Regions from separate parts of the Mus musculus genome. Here region 2 is linked to region 1. A link is a contact called in public Hi-C data. All regions are on one chromosome and are shown on one strand. Each heading gives the region's core, a stretch centred on a gene start, on an enhancer-like site or on the middle of the called end of the contact. The rest is flanking DNA. Distances are from core to core; before and after follow the strand shown.

What was found. Hi-C and Micro-C count contacts between places; a contact is called where the count stands out from the background.
Region 2: a contact with region 1 is called in a Hi-C map of bone marrow-derived macrophages, with 4 times the contacts expected there. The contact joins two enhancer-like sites. A contact is called at or near these places in 4 of 15 datasets of contacts at CTCF or cohesin (the G1E-ER4 cell line, the NIH/3T3 cell line, large pre-B cells and 1 more), 65 of 484 Hi-C or Micro-C datasets (the 4T1 cell line, the 63-12 cell line, 8-cell embryo and 49 more), 22 of 115 datasets of contacts at active chromatin or transcription factors (the HPC-7 cell line, the NIH/3T3 cell line, acute myeloid leukemia and 13 more) and 1 of 9 other capture datasets (embryonic stem cells).

Annotation. Positions count from the first base shown.
Region 1 is chr6:66,953,649-66,960,373 of GRCm38.p6, reverse strand. The region is part of intron 3 of Gng12 (guanine nucleotide binding protein (G protein), gamma 12); the gene reads right to left. Among named protein-coding and RNA genes, the nearest start is that of 4930597O21Rik, 33 kb to the right of the region's middle. Within about 2 kb of position 1,318, at least 22 of the 459 cell types and tissues checked have an H3K27ac peak or open chromatin away from gene starts, as enhancers often do. A contact at or near this core is called in bone marrow-derived macrophages and granulocyte-monocyte progenitors, where this site is marked.
Region 2 is chr6:67,167,372-67,174,788 of GRCm38.p6, reverse strand. No RefSeq gene overlaps it. Among named protein-coding and RNA genes, the nearest start is that of A430010J10Rik, 13 kb to the right of the region's middle. Within about 2 kb of position 4,423, at least 83 of the 459 cell types and tissues checked have an H3K27ac peak or open chromatin away from gene starts, as enhancers often do. A contact at or near this core is called in bone marrow-derived macrophages and granulocyte-monocyte progenitors, where this site is marked.

The DNA of each region.
Region 1 (6,725 bases), core at 69-2,568:
GCCAGAGATGCTTATAAAGTCATCTCGGTTCATTCCTACCCGATATGGGAATTCTCTCGAACTATTATTTTAAAGGGCCAGAGGTCTACAGCTCATTTGTTAAGCGTGCTTCTCCAGCGTGTACAAAGCTCCAGGTCCTGCAATCCTAGCACCTAAGAAGCAGGAACAGAGGGACCAGAAGTTCAAGGTCACCCTTTGTGGTTAGCCTGGGTTCCATAGCTCTGTTTCAACACATGTGTACAGGATTTTTTTGTATACACCTATATATGTATATAGTTAGCTTATACATCTCTCCATTTAGTAGAATATAGTGATAGAGAAGCAAAGACCACAGATCACTCTGATTGTGTGTGTGTGTGTGTGTGTGTGTGTGTGTGACACACAGCCTTATTCTTGCCTTGCTGCAGCCCAAACCTAGGGCCTTATGCATACCAGGCAAGCATTTTACAAAGCTCTGTCTCCAACTCTTTGCTTTTATCTTAGCAAAACCCTGTCTCAAAAATTACAATTCCTTCTAATCTTTCCTGTGTCACTTCAGCAAAAGCATCTCTATGTGGGATTCTTTGTAATACAACTTTTATGAACAACCCACTGTGGTGCTTCTTTGAGGCACAAGTCTCCTTATGCTGCTCAATTAAAGTGGTCCTTTCTCCTTGACTCTTGAGGAGCAGGACCACACAGTCACCACTGACACGAGCACAAGTGCCTTTTACTTAGTCAAATCCTTCCAACTTCAACATCTTACTGTACTTACTTTAATCCCAATCTCCTTCTAAAGGATGGAAGAAAGACAGATACCCAAGCAGGCAGACACACAAATACATAGACATGTATTTCCTATTACTAAGGGCTTCTCTTATATAACTATATTATAGTTAGTCAACTCAGGAAATGAGGGTAGGTCTAACCAACATCCTTATTCAGATTTTGGCAACTGTCCTACAAATGTCTATTATAGTAATTAAGAAAATCTAAACGTATACACTATTTTCAGTGTTCTCTCTCTCTCTCTCTCTCTCTCTCTCTCTCTCTCTCTCTCTCTCTCTCTCTCTCGACAGGATTTCTCTGTATAGCCCTGGATGTCCTGGAGCTCACTTTGTAGACCAGGCTGGCCTCGAACTCAGAAATCCGCCTGCCTCTGCCTCCCAAGTGCTAGGATTAAAGGCGTGCGCCACCATGCCCGGCTTAACACAAATATCTTAGTTGATATTTTATTGCTGAGAAGAGATACCATGACCAAGGCAACATACAAAGTAAAGCATTTAACCTGGGGCTACTTATAGTTTCAGAGAGTTACTTCATTATTAAGAAGGGAAGTGTGGCAACAGCAGACAGGCAAAGTGATAGAGCAGTGGCTCTGAGTTCACATGTGATCTGCATGCTGCAGGCAGAGAGAGAGAGAGAGAGAGAGGGGGAGAGAGAGAGAGGGAGAGAGAGAGAGGGAGAGAGAGAGAGGAGAAGTCAGGGATGGAGGGAGGGAGGGAGGATCAGGTGGAGGAGAAGAAAGGGAGGCTTTTGAACCTCAAAGCCCAGCTCCAGTGATACATCTCCAACAAGGTCTTATCTCCTGATCTAACCCTTCCTGAATAGTCTACCAACTGGGAAACAAATATTCAAATACATAAGACTATAGGAGCCCTTCTCATTCAAGCTGTCACAGAAAGGGTATCTCCTGAGTCCTTCTTTGTATTTGACAATTTGGGTATTTGTTAAGAGTAGAATGTTCCACAATTTGAAACTGCTAGCTTCCTCTTTCTTATAAGGCACAAGTATGTAACTTTGGCAGTGGTACTACAGACACAATTATGCATCACTTTAAAGGACAGGCGAAACGATATTTGGATAAACATTTCCTTGTAAAATTCTGGGAGTATGTTATAATTTTTCTATAATTCTAAATTGAATCCCTGTTAAATACTTATCTACTGGCTTTTCTCTAACAATATCTTTCCTTAACAAATTAAAGGTTGTTGAATATTTTGTTATTGTTAGTACTTATTTTAAGATTTTTAGCTTAGACTGGCCTTGAACTTACTAGGTTATTTTATCCTACTAAGTTTTAAAAATATTTTCTATCTGCACGCAGCAAGGAATTCTGTCTTAGCCTTCCTAGCCCTGAATATTGACATGATATTCTGTCCTTAACTCCCTATGTAGACCAGACTGGCCTCAAACTCGCAGACATCTGCCTGCCTCTGCCTCCCAAGTGCTGGAACTACAGGCGTGTGCTACCATGCCTGGAGCACTGCTGTTTTAATGGCCTTTTAACTTAAAGTATGACTATAAAAAGTCCTGTCCTCTCATGACCCCGAACACATCTGTTTGTTCTCTTGTTCAGTTAGTCAGTTCATATTTACTGAGTGTCTACTCTGAACAAGTGTTCTAGGAATTGGATAAAGTGCTTCAATAAGGACACAAAAGAACTAATACAGAACAGGGTGGACAGTATGAAATACACAGGTGAGAATTTCTGAATATATGGGAGGAGTACTCTAAACCAGCAAGGAAAAGCCTGGTTCTTCAAGAAAGGCAAATAAGCAGGTAAGGCTGGAACTGGGAGCCCAGAGGCAAGAGGGTGGGGCCTCCGAGGCATGGCCAGTTTCATCTTACATCACAACAGGCCTTTGTATCCACGCATGCTACAACTGTGGATTTAATTAACTGTATAGCAAAAATATTCCGGGGGAGAGGGTAGGAAGTCATGTTTGTATTGCACATGTACAGGATTGGGGGGGGGTGTCACTATTCCCTCAACAACACAGCATAACAGCATTTATATAGGACTTGCATTGTATCTGACAGTAAAAGCAATCTACACAGGAGAGGGCCAGGTGTGTTGACACACATCTATAACCCTAGTATTTGGGAAGTCAAAGCATGAGCATTTTGAGGTCAAGCCAATTTGAGATATATATCAAGACTTGTCTCAAAAGTCAATAATGTACATATATGTACATTATTATGCAGGCACATACCATTTTATACAAAGCACTGCAGTATTAATGGCAGATTCCTAATGGTGGCTTTACTAGTGGGGACAGACATCTAAAAAGAGAGAAAGATACTGATGGCTGTGTGGACATGTGCATGTGCTCCTTCCATGACAGGAGTGGCAAGGAAGGTCAGGGTGAAGATGGGTGTTGAAAACGGAGATCAGCCAGTTCTAGGGACCCATCTAGTTCACCAGAAATTCTAGCTTCCCAGGACCCACTGTCACCTCTAGATGTCCTTAGAGGAAGAAGATGAAAGAAAAGAGAGGGGTTCCCTAAGAATTTGTCTTGGGTGAAACACAGCCCATCAACTTGTTCTGGATGAAGCCTGTTGGGGTCTCTAGAAGCCTGAGGCAAAAAAAAAAAAAAAAGTTGATGATACTCTCATCTTTTGCCTATATAAAAGCGAAATACTAAAGACAAAATATTTAAGAACTTCCTCAATAGTTATTAATGCCTCTGCCAAGTGTTTTAAAAGCTAACAATAACTTACAACATGTCCATTTTCTTTTAAGGAAAAACAGTCACAGAGAAGCACCTGCCCCGACATATGAATACTACAAGATCTCAGCAGTGCATGTATGTCCTCAGGCGCTGATGTGCACCCAAGGTTCTGGAGAGAGGAGGTTATGGAAAAAGCAAACACTAAAGCTATCACTAAACAGCACCACTGTGTCTGTCACTTGGGGGATGGAAGTACTGCAGTCGAACAAGGATAATGGGTGAGACTTTTCCTACAGATGCTCTCCATTTATAAAGCACACAATCAACGCTGAACAACTGGGCCATGGCACTGTCCCATCTCTTTAAATGATGAGATTACAGGCCTCTGCAACACTGGCTTATTTTGAATTCTTCTTTGAATACACAGAAAGTAGAGCTGTGGTAAGATTACTCCTTAATTTAATTGTAACTAGAATCTGCCCTCCCCCTCCCCCTCGGCATTTGCTAGTAGTAATACCAACAACTTAAAGTAAACTGATTTTGTTTTCAAGACTCTAGATATATGTATTCAGTTCACAGTTGAAAGTTCCTGTTTTCTGATTGATCACCTTTTTATCCTTGACAAATTCTTTTTAATGTTTGTTTTATTTTTTAAATTGTTCGTGAGTGCAGATACCTGCTAAGGCCAAAGGTTGGATCCCTTGGAGCTATAGTTCCCGGCAGGTATGGGCCACCTGGTATGGACAGTAGGAACTGAACTAAGGTCCCATGAAGAGCAGTGTATGCTCCTAATCACTGAGCCATCTTTACAGCCTCCTTGGTAAAGTCTTAAAGAGGGAGACGATGCACAACACTAGTGATAATTTGATGTGAACCACAGCAGTGGTAGGTTGTCCTAACTGTTCACTATTGTACTGGCTGGTTTTATGTGTCAACTTGACACAAACTGGAGTTATCAAAGGGAAAGGAACTTCAGTTGGGGAAATGCCTCCACGAGATCCAGCTGTAAGGCATTTTCTCAATTAGTGATCAAGTGGAGAGGGCCCCTTGTGGGTGGGACCATCTCTAGGCTGGTAGTCTTGGGTTCTATAAGAAATCAGGCTGAGTAAGCCAGGAGAGGCAAGCCAGTAAGTAACATCCCTCCATGGCCTCTGCATCAGCTCCTGTTTCCTTACCTGCTTGAGTTCCAGTCCTGACATTCTTTGGTGATCAACAGCAATGTGGAAAGTGTAAGCTGAATAAACCCTTTCCTCCCCAACTGCTTCTTGGTCATGTTTGTGCAGGAATAGAAACCTTGGCTAAGACAACTGTGTACTTAACAAATATGAAATGTCAATTTAATGGCGTCGTAACCATTTCACTCTTTACCACTATAAACGGGTGTCCAATTCTAAGCTTCTAATAATACTCTCAAGGCATGCAGAAGGAACATTCTATGCTTGGGATGGTCTGTGACAGTCATTCTCTAGTCCTCCTCCAGGGGGCGAGGAGAGCCAGTGTTGTACTGGAAAAGTCACCCTCACATTGATTTTCCCAAAGGGTTTTCCCCCCATCCCTTTTCTGCTTAGTACATCTCACTCAGACTGATGAGCAAAGTGCTTTAGCTCTTTTATGCAGAGAGAGGCAAGAGACACTTAAGGCCGAGAGAGATCGAGTACACGTCAGCACGTATCTGTACAGTCTTGCAGGCTGGATGGTTCTCCTAAGGCTTGGGTCACGGCTTCCAAGGCTCCTTTCTAAGGCCTCCTCGGTAGAGCTTTTGGTCAACCACAGATGCACGGGAGGCCTGAGAGTGAAGGCCTCCCTTCATGGGGTAGTGGTGGGACTTCATCATATCATACAAGTGCTTGGTGGCCACGAGTGACTCTGGCAGCAGTTCTCTGCAACCTGGGCTGTCTTCCCTTCTTTGGAAGAGTCAGGAGTCCTCACTGAACAACCAGGCTTAGCCCCTACCTCCTGCCAAGAGCCTGCTGTAGGCTGGGGGTTGAGTATGCTGATGACCACACAACAGGGCAAAGGGAAGGCCTGGAGGTGGGGCAGTCAGTCCTGCTACACTTACTTACACTCAGATCCAACTTTTGTAGGTTCTAAGTTTTACATTACCTTGAGAGTCTTCTTTAAACAAAGACTACAAAATTAAATCCAGTCCTGTTTATATATACTGAAGTCAGATGATCTGAAAGTTAGGGGATCATTACAAGTTTGAGTATAGTCTGGTCTACCGAGCAGACCCTGTGTCAAAAACAAAAAAACAAAACAAAAAAATAACCAAACAATGCAAAATTTGCCAGGTCTCTTGAGCTACAGGAATGGGAATGGTTGACTGCTGCCACCATAACTGAGACTCAGGAGGAAAATCACTGTCCTGGGCCCTGCTTGTGGACAAGGTTGAAAAGGCAGACAAGGTATGCCTATACATTTTTTCTTCTTCTAAGGCCACTCAGAGTAGACTACAGGTTTGTAAAAAGAAAAAAAAAGGTCTTATGACCTCAAGTGTAGGTTAGATACTCACTAAACGTTTGGTAACCAACCGTTTAAAGTGGTCTACTCTACGCCACAGACCCATCTACCGCTTCCCTTTTTGCAACTGCCTAGTCATATTTTATCTTCCAAATAAAGGAAGACTGTTGCTCAAAAGGTGTTGTCAGGACCAGCACAGGCATGGGTTTCTTGCTCATCTGGTTATTCATTCACCAGAAGAACACAGGCATGTGTTACAAAACAGACTACGAAACTAGCTCAGCCCAAACCAGTGCATACACTCCCTGTACGTACTACAGGACGACGAGACTGTAGCTCCATCTACTTTGGGCTGCCCAGGGTGGGGGTGGGGGACTGTTGGAGTGAGTGCCTGCCACATGAAAAGGCACCTTCCCGCTTAGCCTGTCTGTTCCTGTCTGCACTGGGCTATCAGCACATGGTTCCAAGTCCTGCTTTCCCCGTTCTTCCCAAGGGAAGTCACACGCTCTGCTTAGCTTCCTGTTGGCACCTGTTCTTTTACGGAAAGAAAGCAAAATAAACATCTGCACTTAGAGCAGTTATCTAATATGGCTGTAAATATGTATTTTCCTAATCCTTGTAAAAAAATATATACACAATCTGGTAGCAAAATCACTGTCTCATTTTAACAATGAAATGAGATCTAAAAAACGGAAAGCTGTTTAATTAGGTCAATGTGGCTGCTTTATATATGTACTAGTTTGGTAACTAAAAGCTTCTCAATTGCCAAATGTTCTTCCTCAAACAAAACAGACAGTAACTTTACACATAAAAGTGCCTTCGGGTTGCTGT
Region 2 (7,417 bases), core at 3,174-5,673, 210 kb before region 1:
GATGGTTTGTTTATGCTCGACACCAGGGAGTGGCACTATTAGAAGGTGTGGCCCTTATGGGAGTAGGTGTGTCACTATTGGTATGGGTTTAAGACCCTTCATCCTAGCTACCTGGACGCCAGTATTCTGCTAGCAACCTTCAGATGAAGATATAGAACTCTCAGCAACTCCTGTACCATGCCTGCCTGGTTGCTGCCATGTTTCCTCCTTGATAACGGACTGAACCTCTGAACCAGTTAGCCAGCTCCAATTAAATGTCCTTATAAGAGTTGCTTTGGTCATGGTGTCTGTTCACAACAGTAAAACCCTAACTAAGGCAGAAGTGCACTTATGAAATATAATATCAGAATTTTAAGTTTTGCATCAAATCTGTATTTGATGAAATAAATTTTAGTAATATGGGCATTAATTTTTGCCAATCCAGGAGCTTTTGTGATTTCCTTTCTCAATATTGATGCTTTCATTATGTAAAATTTTCACTTCTTTTGTTACATAGATTTCATTTTGTTTTACTTCTTTGATTAGATATATTTCTAAACAATTTTTTGGAGTTATTTTGAATAAAAATTTTTAATATATTTTTCTCTCTGAGAGTACACTATTAGTACAAATAAAATAGTACCTTTTTAAAACTTTAATTTTTTTCTTTTTTTTTAATTAGGTATTTTCTTCATTTTCATTTCCAATGCTATCCCAAAAATTCCCCATACCCTTCCCCCTTTAATTTTTTTAATACTGCAACTTTTCAGTGTTTATTAGGTCAAAGAGATTCTTAGTAATCTTATTAGGGTTTTTTACATAAAGAATCATGTTGCTTAGAAACAAATCGTTTGACATCTTCCCCTATTTATACCCCTTTCATGTCTTTCTCTTGTTTAATTGTTATAGTGAAAACTTTTAGTGCTATATCAAATGAAAGAGAGTGGGCATCCTTGTCTAGTTTGTGATTTTAGAGAAATGCTCTCTCTCTCTCTGTCCATCTTATATACTGTTGCCTAGAGGTTTGTTTTGTGTAGCCTTTATTATTTTGAGGTATGCTCCATGTATTCCCAAAGTCTCCAGAACTTTTATCATAAGGATATGTTGGACTTACTCAAATGCCTTTTCCATATCAATTGAATGACTATGTGGTTTGTAAATCTTTTTTTAAAGAACCAACTCTTTAGGCGATTTTGTCTATTGTCCTTTTTAATATCCATCTTTTTAATTTCTTCCTTAATCTTTATTGCTTTTTGCTATCTACTGTGTTCCAGATAGGCTACTTAACTGTCTTTTCAAGAGAATTGAGGTATGTAATTAGGTTGTTATGATATTTATTTGATATTACTCAGATTTTTTTCTTTATGATTATTTATTTATTTATTTATTTATTTATTTAATGTATGTGTGTACACTGTCACCCTCTTCAGACACACCAGAAAAACTCATTGGATCCTGTTATAGATGGTTGTGAGCCACAATGTGGTTGCTAGGAATTGAACTCAGGACCTCTGGAAGAGCAGTCAGTGTGTTTAAATTCCAAGCCATGTCTCCAACCCCATGATTTTTTTAATATGAGCCCTTATCTCTATAAGCTTTACTCATAGGACTGCCTTGGCTGCATCTCAGAGGTCCTGATAGGATGGGTTTCCACTATTATTTGTCTCTAGAAATTTTTGTTTGTTTATTTCTCTCTGATTTTTTTGGATGATTCCCTGTTCATATGTTGTTCACTCTTCAGTATTTTTGTGGTTTCTCTTATTTTTATTGCACCATGGTCTGATAGGATACAAACAATTATCTCATTTTTTTACTTGCTCCAGTTCACCAATAGTATATTTTAGCCTTAAAGTTTCTTTACTTGTTTTTAATTAGGAAAACCTATCTAAGTATGAGAATAGACTATCGAAGTTTCCCTCTATATTGTATCAGGATCTTTGTGGTCTTTTATGTCTTTTAGTGTTTGTTTTTATTAAATTAGGAGTTACAATGTTTGGTGCATGAAGGTTTATAATTGTTATATCTTCTTAATGAATTGTTCCATTTGTTAATATGTAATGTCCTTTCTCTTCTAATTAGCTCTAGTTTGAGATTTATTTTGTCTGATAAAAAAATAGCTATGCAAGTTGTTTATGTTTTCCATTTTCTTATAGTTTGTTTTTCATCCTTTGATGTTAAGTTTGGGGTATCTTTACCAGTTAAGTGTGTTTGTTGGATACCTTATACAGTCGTTGTTTCTTATTTTTTTTTTTTTTAAATAAATAAATCTTTTTTTTTTAAATTTTATTTATTTATTATATGTAAGTACACTGTAGCTGTCTTCAGACACCAGAAGTGGGCACCAGATCTCGTTATGGATGGTTATGAGCCACCATGTGGTTGCTGGGATTTGAACTCAGGACCTTCGGAAGAGCAGTCAGTGCTCTTAACCGTTGAGCCATCTCTCAGCCCCTGTTTCTTATTTTTTAATCTAATCCATTAGTCTGTATCTTTTCAGTGATAAGTTGAGACCACTTACATTTAAAGTTATTATAGAAAAGGGTTTGGGGGGCTGGCAAGATGGTCCAGAAGGTAAGAGCACTGACTGCTCTTCTGAAGGTCCTGAGTTCAAATCCCAGCAAGTACATGGTGGCTCACAACCACCAGGAGATCGGACGCCCTCTTCTGGAGCATCTGAAGGCAGCCACAGTGTACTTATGTATAATAATAAATTAATCTTTGGGTTGGAGCAAGCAGGGCCGACCAGAGCAAGTGGGGTTGACCAGAATGAGCAGAGGTTCTAAAAATTCAATTCCCAACATGAAGGCTCACAACCATCTCTTCAGCTACAGTGTACCCATATACATAAAATAAATAAATAAATCTTTAGAAAAAGAAAAAAAGAAAAGGGTTTGCTTTTTCTGTAAATGTGTTAGTCATTTGTTTTGTTTTATTTGATTGTTCACATCATTTTCCTTCTCATTTTAATTGAGTTGCTGTTTTGTATATACTTTCCTTTCCAAGTCTAGTTTATTTATCTGAAGTTGGGCTCTGTTTCGTCTTCCTTTCTGTAAAGTACTCCACTAAGAACTTTCTGTAGGGATGGCTTGGTTCTCATGAGTTGCCTTAATTTGTGTTTGTCTTGTTATCTTTCTGTAAGTTTGGAAAGATGGCTTTGCAGGGGATAGCAGTGTTGGTTCACAGTTGCTTCCTTTCAGAGCTTGACCTCATATCCTCAGAGATCTCATATCCTCAGAGATCTCATATCCTCAGAGATCTGCCTAACTTTCCCTCCTAGGTGCTGGCATTGAAGAAGTGCCTCACCACACCCAAGCTATTTGCTTTCAATGTTTTAATCTCCTTGCTAAATTTCGTATTTTGAACTTTTGCCTTCAATTTAACTGTTACATTCACTTCGGAAGGGTGTCTTGTCAAGGTTCTGAATAGATTTTAGCTTGTGCATCTTTGAATCTTTTATGTGATTGCTAGTTTTTCTAAACAGTAAAACTCTAAATTCTTTTTCAGACATTTCAGCTTTCTCTGTAATAAGTTTGTGTTTTCTTTTCTTTTCTTTTTTTTAAGATTTTATTATTATAATTTAAGTACACTGTAGCTGTCTTCACCAGAAGAGGGCGTCAGATCTCAATCCAGATGGTTGTGAGCCACCATGTGGTTGTTGGGATTTGAACTCAGGACCTTCAGAAGAGCAGTCAGTGCTCTTAACCACTGAGCCATCTCTCCAGCCCACGTTTGTGTTTTAAAGGGGGTTCATCAGTGAGTGATGATAGATCCTGGGTTGTAGTATATTTTTTTTTGTTGCTTTATCATGCTTTATGCTTCTGTTGAAGTGGATTTGTTTTGAAACCATGTTCTTCCAAGTCTATGACCTTGGTCGCCTCTGGATTCTATGAACCTACTAGAGCTAAAATAACAAATTTCAGACCGCTGCAGCGATGTTTGTCTACTATTAGGAGTTGTGGCTAGAGTCAACGGCCTAAAGCAACCTATGGGCGTACAGCTGTACAAACTCCAGGTCCTGCAGTGATCAGTGGGACCCCAGAATCATAACCCCAACCCCACTCTGACCTCAGAGACCTTTGGAAGCAAAGCTCCAGACTCTCAGGGAGTCCTGGATACACAGAAGCCAAACCTCATGCTCTGCACTGACCTATTAGGCCATTGTACTGAACTAGTCTCTATAATTTATTTAAAATTAAGTCATAGACTTTAGTAGAAGGATCTGTTTCTAATTCTGCAGAGAGCGAAGCAGCTCAGTAGCAGCTGCTGGGTGACACGGGTCCCACCACTGTAGGTTTCGCTTTCATTTCTCCTAGGTGCTGGGTTTTTCATGATGATTCCTAAACAAAGGCTCACTTGTTGGCAAGAGACCTGGCCAGTCCTGTACGAGCTATTTGCAAGCCAGGTGGGTTAGCGGAGATTCTGCCTGGCTCTGAGCTCCCTCTACAGGTTGGTAACAGGTTCTACATGATCCTTGCTTAATCTTATTGCTCAGCTTGAACTTTTAGCCCAGGAGTTTGAACTTCACAAATACTCTGACCCCTCAGAGCAGAAACCATTCAGAAAGCATTGCAGTGAGTGAATGAATGAATGAATGAATGAACGAATATAATCAACCTTGATCCAAGCCTGGGTTTAGCTCACATGGCATCATTTGATTTGTTTGCATTTCAGTCACAAAACAGCCAGATCTCTCCAGTTCCAGTGCACTATGACCCTTGGTGCAAACTGTCCTCAACTCTCACAGCACGGAGGAACTTGGGTCAAACCTTGTATTCGTAGGTTTGACTTCAGTCCGATGTGGCCTTTACAGACTTCGGGGAGAATATTTTTTAGCAATCACATATTTAAAGATTGTTTAGTTACAATTCACACACATTTATAAAGTAAGCAATCATAAGTTGGCACTTAATGACGCATCGGACAGAGGGAAGTACGTGCATTTTCTCACCTGATCCATATCAGAAACCTATAACGTAGGAGCAGGGCTTTGAATAAGAATTGTCCCCCCCCCCACCCCCCATAGGCTCGCCTATTTGAAGGTTTGGTTCCCAGTTTGTGAGTAGTTTAGGAAGGATTGGGAAGTGCGGTCTTATTGAAGGAGATATGTCATTGGGAGTGGGATTTAAGGTTTCAAAACCATACACAAGGTCTAGTCTCAAATTTTCTGCCTGCTGCCTGGGAATTAGGATGTAAGGTCTCAGCTACTGCCCCAGAGTCTTACCTGCCTGCCTGCCTGCCTGCCTGCCTGCCTACCTGCCTGCCACCCCATTCCTTGCAATGCTTGTGATGGATTCTCCCTCTGAATCTGTAAGCAAGCCTCAACTAAATGCCTTCCTTTATAAGCTGCCTTGACCATGGAGCTAGCCCGGGAGTGCCTTTGATCTTCAAGGGCCGTCCATTCTTCTAAGCATCAAAAGCTGCTCTTCTTTTCGTCTCTTCCTTTTGCACAGTGTCAGGAGTCACATGCACTCTGAAATCTTCATAGCAGGTTCCAACTTATGCACAGTGTTCCAAGGACCAGCCTGGACTACGTTTGGGTTCCTGAGACTGAGGTCCGAAATCCTATTAGGAAAAAAATTCTAAAAGAGCTGTGTTTCTCTCTATAGATTTTCTGACCAAATCAGAAATCCTGTTAAAAACATTCTAAAAGATTTGTTCACTCTCTAGACAGCTCAGCTCTTTTTTTTTGGGGGGGGGGGGGTTCGAGACAGATAGCTCTGACTGTCCTGTAACTCACTCTGTAGACCAGGCTGGCCTTGAACTCAGAAATCCACCTGCCTCTGCCTCCCAGGTGCTGGGATTAAAGGCATGCACCACCACTGCTCGATTGAGAAGAATCCTTAAAAAAAAGGAAGTGCTATCACTTTTTGCTAGCTCATCTCATGCAGAACAAAAGCCCAGTTTTCTATTTACATATCAATTCAGTTGTTTAGTCCAGGTTCCCTCTTAACCATCCCACAAATCAGCATTCTGCAACTTTTAGTCCCAGGATTGTTAGGAAGTGAAAGCAAGCATAGCTGAGTCCAGACAAGTTGCACTTTTCAGGAAAATGGAGTTGAAACAAGATTGATTACTGGTGGGCAGGAACGCACCAGGAGTGCTTAGATATGCATGACTTGTTAGGTTTCTAAGGCGGCTTAAAAGAGATGGGAAGCAGAAAAAGAGAGGCATCTGACTTTAGACGGGTGGGATCGTGTTCATTGGCTGACACTCACTCACATCCACGGGGGTGGTTGAGAATGCCTGGGCGTGGGGGTAAGATGGCTGTGACCCTTTTTAGGAGTGAAAATGACTGTAGCACTCTTTCCTCCCATAGTCCCTCCTCCCTTTCATGTGGATTTGCCCGGCTGCAGGGGAATCTGGGAATTGTAGTTTTTTTTTTTAGTCAGGAAACTATCAACTCTGGCTTCAATTTAAACCTAACCTCACGTTTGGCTCTGGAAGAGGAATCCTGATCAGCTGTTCTCTTTGTCCCTCTTCCGTTTTCAGCTCTTTCACTGTGAACTTGGCTGTTTTAACTGGCTTACTGGTGGAAGAACTTGGTTAGGGTTTCATGTGGCATAGACTGAAACAGACAATAAAGGCAGAGGTCTTTATGATTATGTTATGTTGCTGCAACACTGTCCTTAGCCACTGCAGCCCCGGAAGTCACAACCTGGTTTGCTGGAGCAGAAGTGACTAGCCTTTTTTTTTTTTTTTAAACCTGTTGAGAATGGAGTCTAGGGTTTTATACACGCCAGTGTTCAGCATCTCCAGCTGCTGGCCAACTGTGTTTCAAATGGGAAAGACAAGACCTTGCAAACAACGTAAAGAATAACTAGCTGGAGAAGTAAATGATTCAAAGAGGAAACACAAAGCTTCGAGTCTCCTCCAAACACTTCCATCTTTTCCCACTTGTTTGCTCCTTGAACGCCTGACTATCTCTTGCCCAGATTTGCCTCATTGTAAACATAAGGTACCTCAGGACCTTGGACATTCTAAGCCTCGCTCTCCCAGTAGTGTACTGTGCCCCGAGCCCAGCTTACTGTTTTTATGCCCTCCGTCCTTATAGCTAGAGCACCTCTGTGTACTGAGGCAGCCATCTGTGCAAACACTTGCAAAGAGTGGCCACTTACTGATCAGCCCCAAGTAGATCCAGACAATTCCTTCATGGTCAAGACTTAACGTTTTGCTAACACTGGGTGGATGACAGGAAATTACACGTATCTCCCTTGGTAATCAGAATGGTAAACAGAAATGTCAGGTAGAATTAAATGACAGCAATGAAGACATGCACAGATCACCTGGGGCGTGACGTGACATCCTGTGCTCACGACCATCGTGTGTTAGCTAATGTGGTGTTAGGCAGTGCTCTCACCCCCTTGGAGGAGACTAATCTCTCTACTTTTGTGTGTATGTGCCCTGGGATCAGAACCAGGTGTAGTGTATGCTAGGCAAG